Regions from separate parts of the Sander lucioperca genome. Here region 2 is linked to region 1. The links are chromatin contacts, called in public Hi-C maps. All regions are on one chromosome and are shown on one strand. Each heading gives the region's core, a stretch centred on a gene start, on an enhancer-like site or on the middle of the called end of the contact. The rest is flanking DNA. Distances are from core to core; before and after follow the strand shown. Region 1 holds the start of ywhaba (14-3-3 protein beta/alpha-A). Region 2 holds the start of LOC116047765 (U6 snRNA-associated Sm-like protein LSm3).

The links. Hi-C and Micro-C count contacts between places; a contact is called where the count stands out from the background.
Region 2: a Hi-C map of liver shows a contact between it and region 1, with 18 times the contacts expected there. The contact joins the promoter of LOC116047765 here to the promoter of ywhaba in region 1. A contact is called at or near these places in 2 of 2 Hi-C or Micro-C datasets (liver and muscle).

The regions. Positions count from the first base shown.
Region 1 is chr16:1,621,866-1,629,745 of SLUC_FBN_1.2, forward strand. It overlaps ywhaba (14-3-3 protein beta/alpha-A), which reads right to left and starts at 2,857. Exons shown (of 7, transcript XM_031296752.2): 1 at 2,680-2,857.
Region 2 is chr16:1,797,833-1,805,712 of SLUC_FBN_1.2, forward strand. It overlaps LOC116047765 (U6 snRNA-associated Sm-like protein LSm3), which reads left to right and starts at 2,918. Exons shown (of 5, transcript XM_035993227.1): 1 at 2,918-3,055; 2 at 5,696-5,806; 3 at 6,204-6,299; 4 at 7,075-7,187. The coding sequence starts at 3,035. The coding sequence ends at 7,155. It overlaps LOC118493447 (a long non-coding RNA gene), which reads left to right. Exons shown (of 4, transcript XR_004895402.1): 4 at 1,862-1,934. LOC116047767 (a long non-coding RNA gene) reads right to left here. Exons shown (of 4, transcript XR_004104469.2): 4 at 925-1,017. LOC116047766 (a long non-coding RNA gene) reads right to left here and starts at 2,657. Exons shown (of 2, transcript XR_004104467.2): 1 at 2,538-2,657; 2 at 1,050-1,156.

The sequences.
Region 1 (7,880 bases), core at 1,607-4,106:
TGGTCCGCAGTGGACTTCTTTTGTCTATAAGCTTTTTGAGTTATTCATTATATGCTCTAGTTTTTTTGCTAGTAGTTTTTTCTAGGGGTGCATGATATATCGACTCAATATCGTTGCACAGTATTATATTGAAAGTGTCGCCATAAGTATGCAATATTTTTTATATTTACTTTTATTGTTTCTAATATGTCCTGTTCTGTAGACATGCTCTTTATTTATTTTATACTGTACAACCAGTAAAACATGTCCTGTTCTGTAGACATGGTCCTTATTTATTCATATTGGACCAGTCCAATATGACAGTTGAAATAAACCTTGTGTTGCATTTGTTATGAATCTATTTTGATGTGCTTTCCCATAACTTTTGCAATTTTATTTTTTTATGTTTAAAAAAATATCGAAATTAATATCGATATCGCAATATTCATAATCAATATTGCAATATCACATTTTGTCAATATCGCGCAACCCTATTTTTCTTCTTAAGGGAGGACCCGGAAACCTCCCGCCAAAATGCGTGCACCCAAGTCTTTTACAAACCAAGGGAAAACACTGAAAGTGTGGCTATAATTTTTATACATTTCACTACTGACAAACATTTATAATTAACTGGGCTATGCCTTTTTGTCAGACCTCTGTTTTCTCTGTCTTCTCTCTTTTATCCGTTGGTTGGTCTCAGGTTGAAATGTTGATAAGCACAGACAGGAAAATATGCTCTGTGTAAATAACAGGGAAATATTGAGGCTTTTTAACCAAGTCGACTAGTAAGTGAATCGTCAGACGGCATGTGGCACTCACACTGTGCTGTCATTCCGGCAGCCGTGCTATGCCTTCGAAGCTAATCCGTTTCATTTTAGCCTCCTCAAGTTAGCATTTAGCCTTGGGTAAAAATGAGCTTATTGCAGTTTAAAGTGATTTAGCGCTGCAGCGAGCCGCACATCTGCTAGAATTGATCCTGATTGGTTTCTTCGGCAAGCTACAATTGTCTGGCACATCACCAATATACTCAACATTAGCAATGCTGTTATCCGACCACCTAGCTAGCGTGCATCTCTGTTTCCATGCCCGGGCCCCTTCGCCGTTGTTGAGCATATCCGGTCTGACGCAGTTTCCGCTCTATTTGCTGCGTTTTTCCTGGGCGATCAAAGTACAAATAGAATTAATTTACACACATTTACGAATTTACGTGTACATTTTCATGTATGTACATATTACTATACAAAATTGACTTCTATGAGAGAAAACAGTTAAGAACTTTACTTTTTAAGTGGAAATTAAGGAGCTTTTACTGCATAATTTGGAATTGTTGAAGCATGCCATTTCATTGTGATGGACGGAAGTACGGTCCCGGATGTGTTGACAGCATTGATGTTAATTTGGATAACTTGTTAATACCCCCGAAAACCAGCAGCGCCCAGTGAGTTTTTACATCGGAGATATAGCATGGGAGATGAGTGTCCGAGTTGGGCTTTTCCCCGACTCTTGTAAAGACAAAGCTAAAGTAAATGGTTAAAATGATATTCGGTTAGAAAGGTAAGAAGTTAGCCTTTAGTTTAACACCATTAAATTAACTGAAAACATTACACAATCATTTCTATTTGTGGTGAAAAGGACATTTTGACACACTGTTGGCCACAAACTGTCCTAATCACTACAGCTAACACTAAGGTTAACAGGCTTATGCGCACCGAGAAAATGGAGAAACACCATCTTCAACAGCAGACCGAGATACACTGAACAGCTGAAAAATCATTGCCTCAGGAAACGTTTTGACAAAACGCTTAAAACAGTTCCCCAGTCCAGTTCCCAGTATCGGGGTTGTAGCGTGTGTTCGGCCTGCTAACAACTACGCCCTCCTTGTCGCATTCCCCTGCGGAATTTTAAGATGGAGAGATAGATTACCGCTACGGCCGTAAGTTAGCTTAGCTAGCTAGCTGTTAACGGGACATGACCCAGTTCAATGTGTTCCGACACCGAGCTATTAGCTGAAACAGTAAGATGATTAAATACGGCTTCTGTTCCGTTTTCACCGTTATCTTATGTCGGTTAAATGATATGTAAAGAAAACGTTATTGAAATTGAGGTCGCATTTGATGGGAAACTCCCGGGAAATAGGGAGGGTGTGTTAGCTTCTATAGCGTTTCACTACGCCATAACGGAGCGGAGCTAGAGACATCGTCAATTACGCTGTTATGCGAATAATGAGGCCAAATATGTCGGTTGTCCGGGTATAGTTAGCAGCTCAGTGCTAGTCGTACGTTATCCACCGTGCCATGTACTGGCTGTACTTTAGCATTAGCTACTAAAATGCTGCTTTCTCGACGGCTGCTAAGCTGTCAAAATGGCCAGACTTGGGTGCTGCTTCTCCCTCCCAACACGGCACCCGCGCACCACGCATGGCATCGACCGGAGTCTGGGCCTTCAAAATCCACGATCTATAGCACATTGCACAGCACAAATAGCAAGGGCAACCTCATGCCAGGTGTTTTTGTGGGCCATTTCTCGCTATTTGGCCACAAGTCTCGGCCTAAATCCTCGCACCCAGCCCCAAACCACAATAGGCACCTTCCGCCGCAAAGGCAAGGAAAGGGGCCACCGCTGGGGCTGCTGTGCCCCCCCGAAAGAGTGTCCTTACCCTGTATACAAGACAATAATCGAGTGATATGCAGGTGAACTCACATTTAGAGCGTACTAGAAATCCCGATTTTATTCTCTGAACGATGGGAGTTAATCAAGCCGTCCTCCGCTCGCTGCTCAGGGTATTCAGGGCAGTACCACTTCCGCCTGCTCTGACACTTCCGCTTCCTCTAAACCCCACCCCTCCCCCCGCCAGTATCCATGGCGACCGCGCCAGGGGGTTTCCTGAGCATCTTGCAAGGGGCTTTGACGTCAGAAAGACCATGGCAACCGCTACAGGATGACGTGCGCCGGTCTCCGTGGCAACTGTCTCCATGTCGTATTTGAATTCACCATCGTGTTAGCTGACACAGCTTTGTGTGGGTTACACAGATTTAAATTTTTTTTTTTTTTAATGTATTATAGCAAGCCGGTCGTTTTCTCCCACCACACCACCTACACACACACACTACTGCAAATCCTGAAACACACAGTCCATCAGCAATCATTCATTTATCTTTTCAACAGCTAACATTAGAAGGCGCCTTCTTAATAATAATACATTGAATTTCTTTGCTCTGATTAATTTGTGAAGGTTACAAGCTTAATTTATTTGTTATTTGGTTGCACAATTACATGTAAGTTGTAGCATGTTCATGACACACATAGACCATGTTCAAATATTAAAATTATAATAATTATAATTAGCCTCAATGTAGCTATCATATAGGCTACATATAGGCACATACAAGACGAAAGCTTTGTCGGAAATCTCTCTCGTTCACTCATTGGCTGTTATATGATTACAGTGATCTGCACGGTCATGGAAAACCTGGAATTTCAAAATCTGATTTTCCAAGCCTGAACAAGTCATTGTAGTAGTAGCTAAAATTCAGTATTAGTAAAATTCTCGAAATTTTGGAAAAGTCATGGCATTTTGTTTTGTTGTCTAAATTGATTGTTAAAGTAGCATCATCTTCCGTAGGCCTATCCTTTATGCACTGCATTAAGAATACACTAAAAGTACAATCGGCTCCGTTTCCCCTCATGCTTGAAAGCCAGTGCCAGACTGATATAAGTGCTTGTAAAACTTTATTATTATATTATTATTATTTTTAAATAAAGACAATGTATTGACAGTTCCTGTAGTTTGAAGTATTTGAAGTAAATATGACCATAGAGACATTTAAAAAAACCTGTTAATTTGGAGTAAAGTATGTTTGTGTTATATGTTGCAAATGGTCATGGACATTTTATTATGGGTCCTGGAAAAGTCATGTTAAAGTTTTAAAATGTTGTCCATGGAAAATGTGTGGGAACCCTGTAATACCTAAATACTTTAAAGCTAATTGACAATTAATAAATTACACTGTAGCAGGGGCCCTAAAGTACTGGGACGTGTATCCACCCAGTAAGAAAATAATCTAATGGCTTAAAGCACTTTTAAGCATGTTCTATCTGGCCCATACATATTTCTTAATCATAATATTAAACATTTAATTATTTGGCAAGGTTGCAAAATAAGCAACTTGTCAACATGAACACTTTAGCTGTTTTATTTTTAATTTATTTAGTTCATTTATTTTGACAGTCCCTCCAGGGCCCGTTACTTCCTGGCCAGTGACCCCCATGTTATTACAGTTTGAGACCCTTTCTCCAGTGAGCGGTGAATTGTGAGATGCCAAACAGTTGTGAATCATCAACATCTTGCATCATCACTGACAACTACAGCGTCACATAACTGTCATTTTTGTATGTATGTATATAATGCATTGTGGTAGCCTGACGTCGTCATACTCAGATTCTAGTCAGATTATGAGTCTGATACTGCTCCAGTGGGCTGTGATTATGGGGCGTGTTTCAACCAAACCAGGAAAGAAAATGCCTCTGCACTCAATTGGATAGACCTACAACCAATCAGAGCAACAGAGTATGTGACGTCCCGTAGGAGTGACGGCAAAAACATCTTTCCGATCGACAAATGCCTTGATCCCGGTTCTCTGTTCCTCTTTTAAAATGAATGCGCTGTCGATATCTTCTATAACAGACGCTATGGCGGAATCTACACATCTCAATTCTCCAGCGGCAGCCACCTTTATTGTAAACAAATTCAACCCAAGCGCTCTTTGGTGACGTGGTTAATTACGTTACTGTTGATCATCTGTCCATCATCGTATAAAGCCCGCCCTGACAATTTGATTGGTCCAAACAGCTCTGGTTCGAGCATTGTTGCTCCACAACGGATCAAGTCCAGACCGAATTTCCCGACCTCAAATGTTGTGGGCGGGGCTAAGTTCGGCTGGCATCCAGGCTAGCATTGTGAAGTGTGTTTTTAAAAAGTAGTGCACATTAATGTAAATGGACTGTATATAGCGCTTTCTAGTCTCAATGACTATACTCAAAGCACTTTTACATAGCACAGACACACACTCATTCATCCACTGGTCGACCATGCCTCAAAAACTCCCTTTTCCATTCCACTGATGACATATTTCAGGGCACTATTTAGTAAACTATATATGTAGTGAGGCATTTCACTTTGAGCTCAAATTGTCCACCTGCTGCCGCTGCCAGATGTAAAGTCAGGATGTGTTATCTGGAAACCATCAATTTCTGCACCAAATTCTGTACCAATCCACTACAAAGATGGTTAAGGTGGCTAAAAAGATGTTTGGATATCACGTGCCTGAAATAGAGTTACTTTAAAAAAACAAACAAATCAAATAAGAAAGATTCGATGATAATAAATAACAATAATAATCAAAGAGGTTAAGCAGAAGGAGAGAATTAGAACGCTTCTGACATGATTTAATGTCAATTCTTTTCAGGCAAGACACACTTTATGCAAATGAGAATGTAAAAAATAAAGGATTGATGCAAATTGGAATATAAACTGAAGCAGCGGCTAATCTGCGAGCGTTTGTGATTTGGCTGAGGACTTTTTGTTCTGCAGTGAAACTAATCTTTTGAATGGTTTTGCTTCGTTTTGTAAAAAGTAGTGCGCACAGAGGACATAGACACTATCTTCTGAAGTTGAGTTCATTCTAAATCAGTATTTAGGAGTAACACAAGACCAGAAAACTAGTTAATCAGCTAGCGAGCAAGCAAACAGGAAATATCTAATCAGTCACCAATCAATAAATCAAATCAGCCAGTGATGTCAGAAGTCCAGGTGACCTGCCTCTTGCCCAGTGCATGCTGGGACAGTCTTCTGCCTCCCATGCACCTGTGCATCATGAAGAAAAAGTACAAATGGTAGTCGGAGAATGACAAAAAAAATAACTAAGAAAAATGAAACAGGTACAAATAACTATGTGAGAAGTGACATGTCTAATACTTTTTAATATTTATATTTATATAAGTAAGTCAGGAGAACTGCTGCTTCTCTGTGCTGTACCTCAGCGTGGCAGCCACTAGATGGAAGCAAAGGCTGCTGGGAGTTCTAACATGACTCAGCCCTGCTGTCTGTGCTGCACTATTACAGTCAATTAGTCACTCATTTTAAATAATAGAATCTATCTTTTGAAAAATGTTGTTAAACCTATATTCTATATTATTCAGAGTTATATTATTTTGCAATTGTCTTTCAGATCTAGAGTAGAATATAGACTAGTGCTTATGCTAAATTCGACTAATTTTATGAATTTCGATTTCCCTGCGAAGGAAACATTAAAGAAAAAGAAAAGAAGAGGAGAAAAAGATTACGTTACGAGAAAACATTATGCAAATGTCTGGAAGAAAAAATTGAAAAACACTATTTTGACATTTAAACTTTTTTTAGATTCTTTTTGGGGCATTTTAGGCCTTTATTTCTATAGGACAGCTTAGACATGAAAGGGGAGAGAGAGGGGGAATGACATGCAGCAAAGGGCCACAGGTCAGAGTCGAACCTGTAGCTGCTGCGTCGAGGAGTAAACCTCTGTATATGGGCGCCCGCCCTACCAGGTGAGCTAACCAGGCGCTCAGACATTTAAACTTTAAAAAACATGAATCATACTCTTCTTCTCAAATTTGACCTGTTTTCAGAAGGTTGCTATGCCAGAAATGTGGGTTTCTTTCAGCCAAATTGTCAATAACGTGGATAGTTCAATACAACGCTCTTCACAAGTAAAATAAATGATCAGGTCACTACTTTCATTGAATTTGGGTGTTTTGTTCAATATAATAGCATTTGAAGAAAAATTGATAAAAGAACGTTAAAAACTCACAAAAAAATCAGAAAAAGCGCGGAAAAAAACAAATGTCACGAAAAGTGACAAAAACGTAAAAATAAAAAAGCGAAATTCTGACCCAGAAAAACAGAAGGTTGCATGGTCGACGGGAAGACAACACAAGGGTTAATGTACAGCACCTTTCAACACAGGGTTACAATGTGTTTTGCATGGGTAAATCAAGATTTTGACATTTCAAAACGACAAATGTATTACAAAGACTCTAAAGTAATTTGGCATTTTGAGTAGAGTGCTTTGATTGATACATAATTCTGTATTTTAAGTTTTTATTACACTTTACTTGACCATATATCATGCACAGTTATACTGTCTGGGCCACCACTTGTCCCACCTACAGTACCTATAAACATGATTCTGAAAATCCAAAAGAAATTTGTGAGAATGATTAGTTTCGCTAAAATATGTGATTCATCTGCTCCTCTCTTCAGAAGACACACACTTTGAGCCATTTTGAATGGGAACAGATATCAGACCTGTGTGTCTATGTATAAATACAGTATGTACACCTGATCCAATACTTATATTATAATAAAAAATGTTCATGCTGTCCACAGAGATTCACTCACAATACAAAACACTCTGAGGACATTCATCTCCCATTTTGTCAGACGTCCCTTAACCAATACAATTGAAATACAGAGGAGCATCTTTCTGGAACAATCTACCGGCATCACTACAATCAACATCTACATTATCATCATTCAATTTTTTTTTAAAAGGTCACTAATCAACAATGACTTTTAAGATCTTATTGTAGCCTAAGCCATCGCATTTTGTACACTAACACCCCATTTTATTGTTCTTTTTTCTAATTGTGTAACTAGTGTTACTTGTATGGGCGGAATCTTAAAAGCCTTTTCTCGGCTTCTAACCTCCCCTGCACGGTGTTCTACCTGGTATCAAGCCTTATTGTTTAATAATGTGTGAATATACTAAACTAATAAACTAAGCTAATGAGATGAGTAAACTCAGGCAGCTAAAAGTGCAACAAAATGACATATAATATAAAGAGATTACATAAGTAAGATGAAC
Region 2 (7,880 bases), core at 1,668-4,167, 180 kb after region 1:
TCAGGTATTTTTACTCCTAAACACAAGTGACATCATCATCATTCACCGACAATGAAAGATTTAACAAACAACCTGTCAAAGTGACAAAATGTGACTTTATTATATTAATGTACACTACCGGTCAAAAGTTTGGGGTCACTTAGAAATTTCCTTTCCACTCCATTCCAGACAGAATACCAGCTGAGATCAGTTGCATTGTTTTTTTAATGAGGGCAGCAGTTTTCAGATGACATTATGTGCTTACATAACTGCAAAAGGGTTCTCGACTGTTGTAGAAAGAAGTGGCTGATCTTTAATGCAATATCTACATTGGCCATCATCAGCAACCATTCATCCAATGTTCCAAAGGCACATTCTGTTTACTAATCTGATATCATTTTAAAAGGCTAACTGAGAAAACATTGGAGAACCCTTTTGCAATATCTAAGCACATAATGTAATCTGAAAACTGCTGCCCTGGTTAAAAAAAACTATGTAACTGATCTCAGCTGGTATTCTGTCTATAATGGAGTGGAATAGAAATTTCTAAGTGACCCCAAACTTTTGACCGGTAGTGTATACAGTAGGCATCAAATTCAGACATTATTTAAGAGAAATGACAAATGAGGCGACATTCTGCCAGAAAAAAGACTTACATTTTTAAAATGTTCTTAACTGAGAACTCAAAGCTGCAGAGACAGTTTTGTCAAAAGTTTGTAAAATATTTAAAAAAAGAAGTGTTTTAGAGTAAATTGATACCCAGTGATCTGTCTTTAACAACACAATTATACAAAGTTCAAACACACAGTTCTCCTTTCTTGTTAATGTCAGTGTTGCTCAGTGTAACTTAATAAGAAAGACAACACAAACAATGCAATAAAAAGTAATCGTAAAATTGTATGTTATGCTGTATGACATCTAACAACTCCTGTAATATTACCAGACTTCCCAGGAGAACTACTTTTAATTTCCTCACTTTCTTTGCTAAGAACACACTTCTATCCTAACAACCACGCTCTACTGCTACACTAGCGATAGCTTTGGGTTTTTTGTTTTTACATATACGTAAACAATAACCAATAGATACAGTTTATTACAGCAGTTTAAAACAGACGGATTCTCTCAGTTGGACTGCTGTTGGGCGTCACCGTGCTGCTGGTCTGTCCCACGTTGGATTCTGCAGGATGTGATAAAATGGAGCAGAGCTAAAGAGAGAAGAGTGAACAGAGGACAACAATGTTATCACAGTCTGTTACAGTATAAGGATTATTGCACCATCTACCTTTCCTAGGACACCGCCCCCTTCTGTGTGAGTTAATGATTACTGATAAATCTATTTTTCCCTCTCCCTCTGTACACTCTGTATCTGTTTCTTAAAGCAGAACAAGCACGCACAGAGGTGCAAACACACACATATCTAGTGCTTTCAACATGTGAGTCATCTGTCAAACGCTAGCGTAGTTTAGTGTCACAAGTCATCTGTTGTGTTTAGTTTGTAGCAGGGATCTCTTCCACCACAGAGCTATGCTGCAGCCGAGGGTGGAATGGGTATCGCCACTGCTCTGCTCTGCCTCCTCAGCCTGCACCAACACCCAGTATGGAGCACTGGGCTGAACTGGGACAGGAGGCACACACACACACACACACACACACACACACACACACACACACACACACACACACACACTTTATATGAACAGAAAGGAACGTAAACACAACAAAGTGAAAGTAAATCCCAAGTAATGGTTCCAGCTCCATTCTAAATAATGATGTACAGTAGCCTACTCTTGGTACAGCCAAGGTATTATGAACACACATATACATATATATATGCCGCATATATATATATATATATATATATATATATATATATATATATAAGTAAAATGCAGTTCAAACAGATGTTGGTTTGAATAACTCATTACATTTCTGCATGAAGAAACAGACGACACGCAGATATGATATATTGTGTTAAATTATTTTTAGTTCATGTTTCTTGTAACTAAAAACGCATATTAATTAGCCTAGTTACACCCTTAGACATTTTATTCAACTTTCCAACCTAGTGAAGGAGACACGCATATAGCCTACGTGGCATAACGTTAAACACATTGGGAATACAGTCACATGATACAGCCTAGCTAAGCCTGGACATAGACAAGAGATAGCTTCATACATGGATGTTTCACTAAAATAAACGCCTAAATGATGTGTGCATATTTATTTACGTGGATAAATCTCGCAGTGTTCTTCTCACATTTACAAGCTGATTATAACGTGCAGTCAGTTGACGATATTATATTATTGTTTTTGGTTTTTTTACCCTCTTTTCTATCTTAATTCAAGTGGCTAACACTTAGTTTAACCTGAGCTCACAACACTGACATGCAACGCGATAGTCTGTAAACGTCGCTGCAAACTGGACAGTTGTTGTTTTACAGCATAGTCGCTCGAAATAAGACAATAGCCTGCATAAATACATAGGCGTCTACCTGGTGAATGAAAATTAGTCTAAAGTCGCAACAAATACTTAAGTTTGGGGGTGAAAAATCCCTTACCATTGCGCAGTTTGCTGTATGCTAGCTAGATATGGAGGATGGAAAGGTCTGGAAAAAGAAAGAGGAGGAGAGTGGTGGTACTGCTTATCTATATCTAGCGGTTGCCAGGTTTGCAGTTTATCCTCCAGCACGTATGAGTAGTGCGTACTGTGGTGGGGGGGGGGATGTTTTCAGATCATAGACTGTAAAAAAAAGAATGGACAGAGCAAATATACAGTCATTGGTTCAGATCTAAATGATTACTATTTTTTTTTTTCACCACTGCATCACGTTATTTTGTTTGCACATTGCTTTCAGTACATGCAAACAGGTGTTAACACTATACTTAACCGAACAAACACTGTTCATTGCTATAATTATCCGTCAGGTTAATACAGGAGAAATTACTTGCAAACAAAAGTGCAGGCCCGTCCCATGCCCTGTTATGAAAATCGCGTGTTTTTACGGACCTGGCACCCCCCGTACCGGTCAAGCCACACGACGCAGACTCAAACCCAATGGCGGACGAAGTTGAGCAGGTTGGTGCAGCAGCGGCAAATTGTACAGTTATTCCTTAACACAGCGTGTGTATATTTACCCTAAAAGCAGGCCAGTAGATAGTTTTACTTGTGTGCATGTTTTAGTGGGATTAACGTGTCACTTTGTTTGTTTAGCTCTGGTAATAGCGGGGAGCGGCCTGTCAAACAAGCTAGCTAAATTAGCCCGGTTAGCATGTAATGCTACCGTCAAAATGATAAAAACGTGTTTGATTGGCGGTGCTGTTTTGTTGACCAGTCAGAGCTAAAACGGCTTAATATAAGACTACACAGTGTTTCAGTTAAGTTTTCTTTTTTCTTTGTTGTGTTGTTGGGATAAAACCTGGTTAATGGAAGACACTGCAGGTAAATAGGGAAACTATTTTAACAGATACAACCAAGAAACGTCCCAAGTTGATTAACGTTAACAGTTAACGTTGCTTACATTTAGACAACAATTTATTGTTTTACATGTTTTTTTGAACTAACGTTACTACGTTTAAATTGGCAAATGACGCATTTTCTCATCTCATTTGCATACATTTCCACTACAGAAATCTAAAAAAGAGATATCCAAAATTCCCTCTGTAATAAACCTTTCACTCCATATATATCAGAAAATACGGTCAACAGCCATACAAAATCTATTTTCGCCACGTTTTAGGTATACAATCTTACATAAATCAAGCTATGAATGATCAATGAACAAGCCCATCTGTAAAAACCTTCAGAATAGGCTATAGACCTATGGTTTTATTTCAGTTAGCCTAATAGCTGGTTTGATCTGCTTTGAGAGATGATCTTATGGAAAGTACCCCATGCCAATCTCTAGGTATGGTGAAGGGAATGTGATGATGGGGGGCTATTTTAATTCCAAAGGCCAAGGGAACTTTATCAGGATGCACAGTATCCTGGATCCATGAAATAACTGGCCTTTAAAAATAAAAATCTGCCTGCCTCTATGGGAATTTAACATAGGGGTGTACTTACTTATGCCCCCTGTATTTTAAGGAAGAACATTTATTTATTTACGATGCATTAATCATTCACAAAGAAAATTGGTGTCCTTAAATGTTGTCTTTTTCCTCATTTTTTTTTAATTAAGGCATTAAGATCAATTTCCAAAAGATGATTTTTTTTATTCCTTTTTTTAAGTCAACTTTAGCATGGGTGTATTCACTTATGCCAAGCACTGTATCTATGTTTGAATATGTACTAAGGCCCAAAACCAAAAGTTAGCAATAGATATTATTGATTTGTATTGCCTTCATTGTCTCCTCTTAAACAAGTTTAACTTTTTTTTTTTTAAACAAATGTGGCTGGATTTGATTTTTAACCGGCGACAGATGTGTGTATAGAAATGTAGAAAACCCAGTGGGTTCTATAGTGAAGAACACAATATTATCTCATCGACTTTTCAAAGTAGAATTAGCTATGTTTTTAATGGTACTACAATTCACTGAAAACGAAAAGAGTTGCAGGACTGTCCTCCAACAGGCCACGCGTTGCTCCCCAAACCCTTTTTCTGCCATTTAACTCAAGATGACCCAAAAGTTTTGGTTTGGGTTTGTAAAATGTTGATGGACAAGTCCAAACTTGTCTGCACCGTGTTTTGGTGTGCATGCTCAGTTAGAAGCTGTAAGACAAACACACACACACTTCTTCCTCTCCTCAGGTCTCTGTTGTTGCTCCTCTCATTACAGATCTTCTGCAGCTTCTCCACTGTCAGTTAGTTTATTTTGTTCTCCCATGGACGCAGTGGATTTTTGCTGCTGGCTGAATTTCCTCTTTGAATAAGGGAAATTGTGTTGCAGCTCTAAATTTTGCACCGAGCGTTTCACCAGAGTCACAGAGCTAAGCAAATGTTCTTCTAAAAGAAAGAATGAAAATAAATTCCTTGTGATGTGTGGGGCGGTGCGATACATCAACCAATGTGTCCCTGAGCAAGACACTTAACCCCTAGTTGCTCCAGAGCCGTGTTACCTCTGACATATGTAGCAATTGTAAGTCGCGTTGGATAAAAGCGTCAGCTAAATGACATGTAATGTAATGATATCAGGGTTCATACGTTTTGAAAAAACCTGGAAAAGTTATGGAATTTGAAAAATGCAAATTCCAGGCCTGGAAAGGTTTTGAAAACATAAAGACCCAGAAAGTTTTGGAAAAGTCATGGATTTTTTTTTTAACACAGCGAAATAATATGTGATTTAATAAATGTATTTCACGTCGTCTTAACCTCAACGTTCTATTCGGGGCGCAATATTACGAATCCCACTATGAACCACATAAATTGTCATTCATTTTATTGTTAAACCTCTAAGGGGAAAACTTTAACACAGATTTTTAGTCTTATTGTATAATGTCCACTGACATTTTCAGGAAAACATAGTCCTGGAAATTTGCCGAAAAGTATTGGTGAAAATGCGTATGAACCCTGTGATATTAAAAATGTTTAAAAAAAAAAAATATCAGGGGCCTTGTTTAACAACACTTATCTCTGTTTAGGCCATTCCAAAATCCCAAATGGGTTTACCAACCTCATGGGGTTGTGGAAGCAGCAGCAGCGCATTTCTTGTTGTCTCTGAAGTTGTTGAAATCTGTATGTGTCACAGGTCTAACTAATGTCCTTTATGTGTGCTGCAGCAACCGAGTACCAACACGGTCGAGGAGCCGCTCGATCTGATCAGACTCAGTCTAGATGAGAGGATCTACGTCAAGATGAGGAACGACCGGGAGCTCCGTGGCCGACTGCACGTAAGATTCACACCCGGCATCCGCTTACACTGTAAAAAAAAAAAAAAAAAAAAAAAAAAAAAACACTGAAACGCGGCCGGTGACCTCAGTCGGTAGAGCACACGTGCAGAGGTTTATTCCTCGACGCAGAAGGTCCAGGGTTCGAGTCCGACCTGTCCCGGTTTTCCTGCATGTCCCCCCCTCCCCCTCTCTCTCTCTCTGCCCTTTCATATCTCAGCTGTCCTATCTAATAAAGGCAGAAATGCCCCAAAAAAACAAACACTGAAACACCTAGACAGTGTGTTCAGTTGTGGTTATAGTGGGTTTCTACATTTTAGAGGAGCAGGCCAGGCCTTCTTATGCTCTTGTAAGCTTGTGTTTGCACTTCTCCCAGTTAATAATTGTGGTTTGTCCCCAGGCCTACGATCAGCACCTGAACATGATCCTGGGTGACGTGGAGGAGACGGTGACGACGGTGGAGATTGATGAGGAGACTTATGAAGAACTGTACAAGGTACAACGTTTCTCATTTCTTCTCACTGAACAACTACAGCTGTGGTAATCTTGGCTCCTACACTAGTCTGGGCATCCTGAGCTTTCCATGAGACAACAGAATAATGCTGCTTTACTACAGTATTCTGCTCCAGCAACATCCTTCTACTTCCAAAGTAGCGTTTTAAATGCATACTGTATGAGAATATGCATTCGATATACAACATGCTATATGTTTGTGGTCCCCTTATTGAAATGATAGACCCTTGACATGTGTAGAACGAGGATTTGGTTTTTCCAAGATCTTGAAGGACAGAATTTGCACCGAAATGTCTGAAAAAATTAAATCTGTATGAACATTTGACATTTCATTTTTTATGGTGGCAGTGCTCCCTGGTAGACAAACTATTACTTATCAGTACAGATTTACACTGACACGGGTATATCTGCAATAAGCTAATATTGGCTGATATACAGTATAGGGTTGGCCTTTTTATCAGCCTAGCTCTAGTACAGAGGTCCATAGTACTATGAGAGAGGATTTTCTGAAAAGTGAATTATGTTAAGCCCGCCCACCGAGATCTATACACGATGTGATTGGCCTGACTAGAGTTTGGTTTTTCCAGCTCGCAAGCCAACGGAGAGTTGCTAGACTGACCCTGGCTGCAAATTACATTTGCTGCCGCTAGGGTGCGTCTAGATTTCTAGGCTAAATTTTGGAGGTACTTTTGTAGAATCCTTTGAGAACGTGGCTCACCATTGTATAGTAATAGCATGCTTTTGTGGTGTCTTTTTAGTCGACCAAGAGGAACATCCCCATGCTGTTTGTCCGAGGAGATGGCGTTGTCCTCGTAGCTCCGCCCCTCAGGGTGGGCTAACCCTGACCACTTCCTGGTGCCGAGGAGCGTTTGTGACAGCTGGGACTTCCTTTTGTCGGGCTGCAAGGATATAAACCATGTCGTGACTCGAGGCAAGAAGGAGGACTATGTTTTGGACAAAGAGGGCCTATTTTTTTAAGTTTTCATTGAGGCAAATTATTATTAAATAGATTTTGCCATTGTGGGTGATTTCAGGCCACCTGGATATTTCATTTGATTTCCGTCAGTAGAGCAATTAATCCATCCCCGCCGGTTTAGTAAACCAGTAAAAATGTAATATTATTTTTAATGACTGGAATTACTCTTATTCCCAGTCTTTACGAGTACAAGAGCCAGCTTCAAATGTCTCATCATGGTTTTAAGAAGCTGAACTGCTTCAGGTGTGTACGTCAACGTGTTTTGGCCTGATTTGTCGAGAGTATTTCAAAAGTATTACCAGACAACAGACTGAGCAGAGGGGTTTTATGTGATTTTTGATTTTTGTTTATGTTGGTTCTAAGCAAAGGTCTTGCAGTTACTCCAAACCCATGATCTGTGAGTATTTGGGAAGTTTGAGTTTCTTTGGGACGGTTTTAGTTCAAGTTTCTTTTTATACATATTATTTTTGTAGTGTTTGTGGGACTTGGGACTACATCATGCTCAGATGTGTAAAGATGTGTAAGGATTTGGTTTCGGTAACTTAAATAAAAAAGGTAATTCTTGGATGTTTTTGGATTCTTCAATTC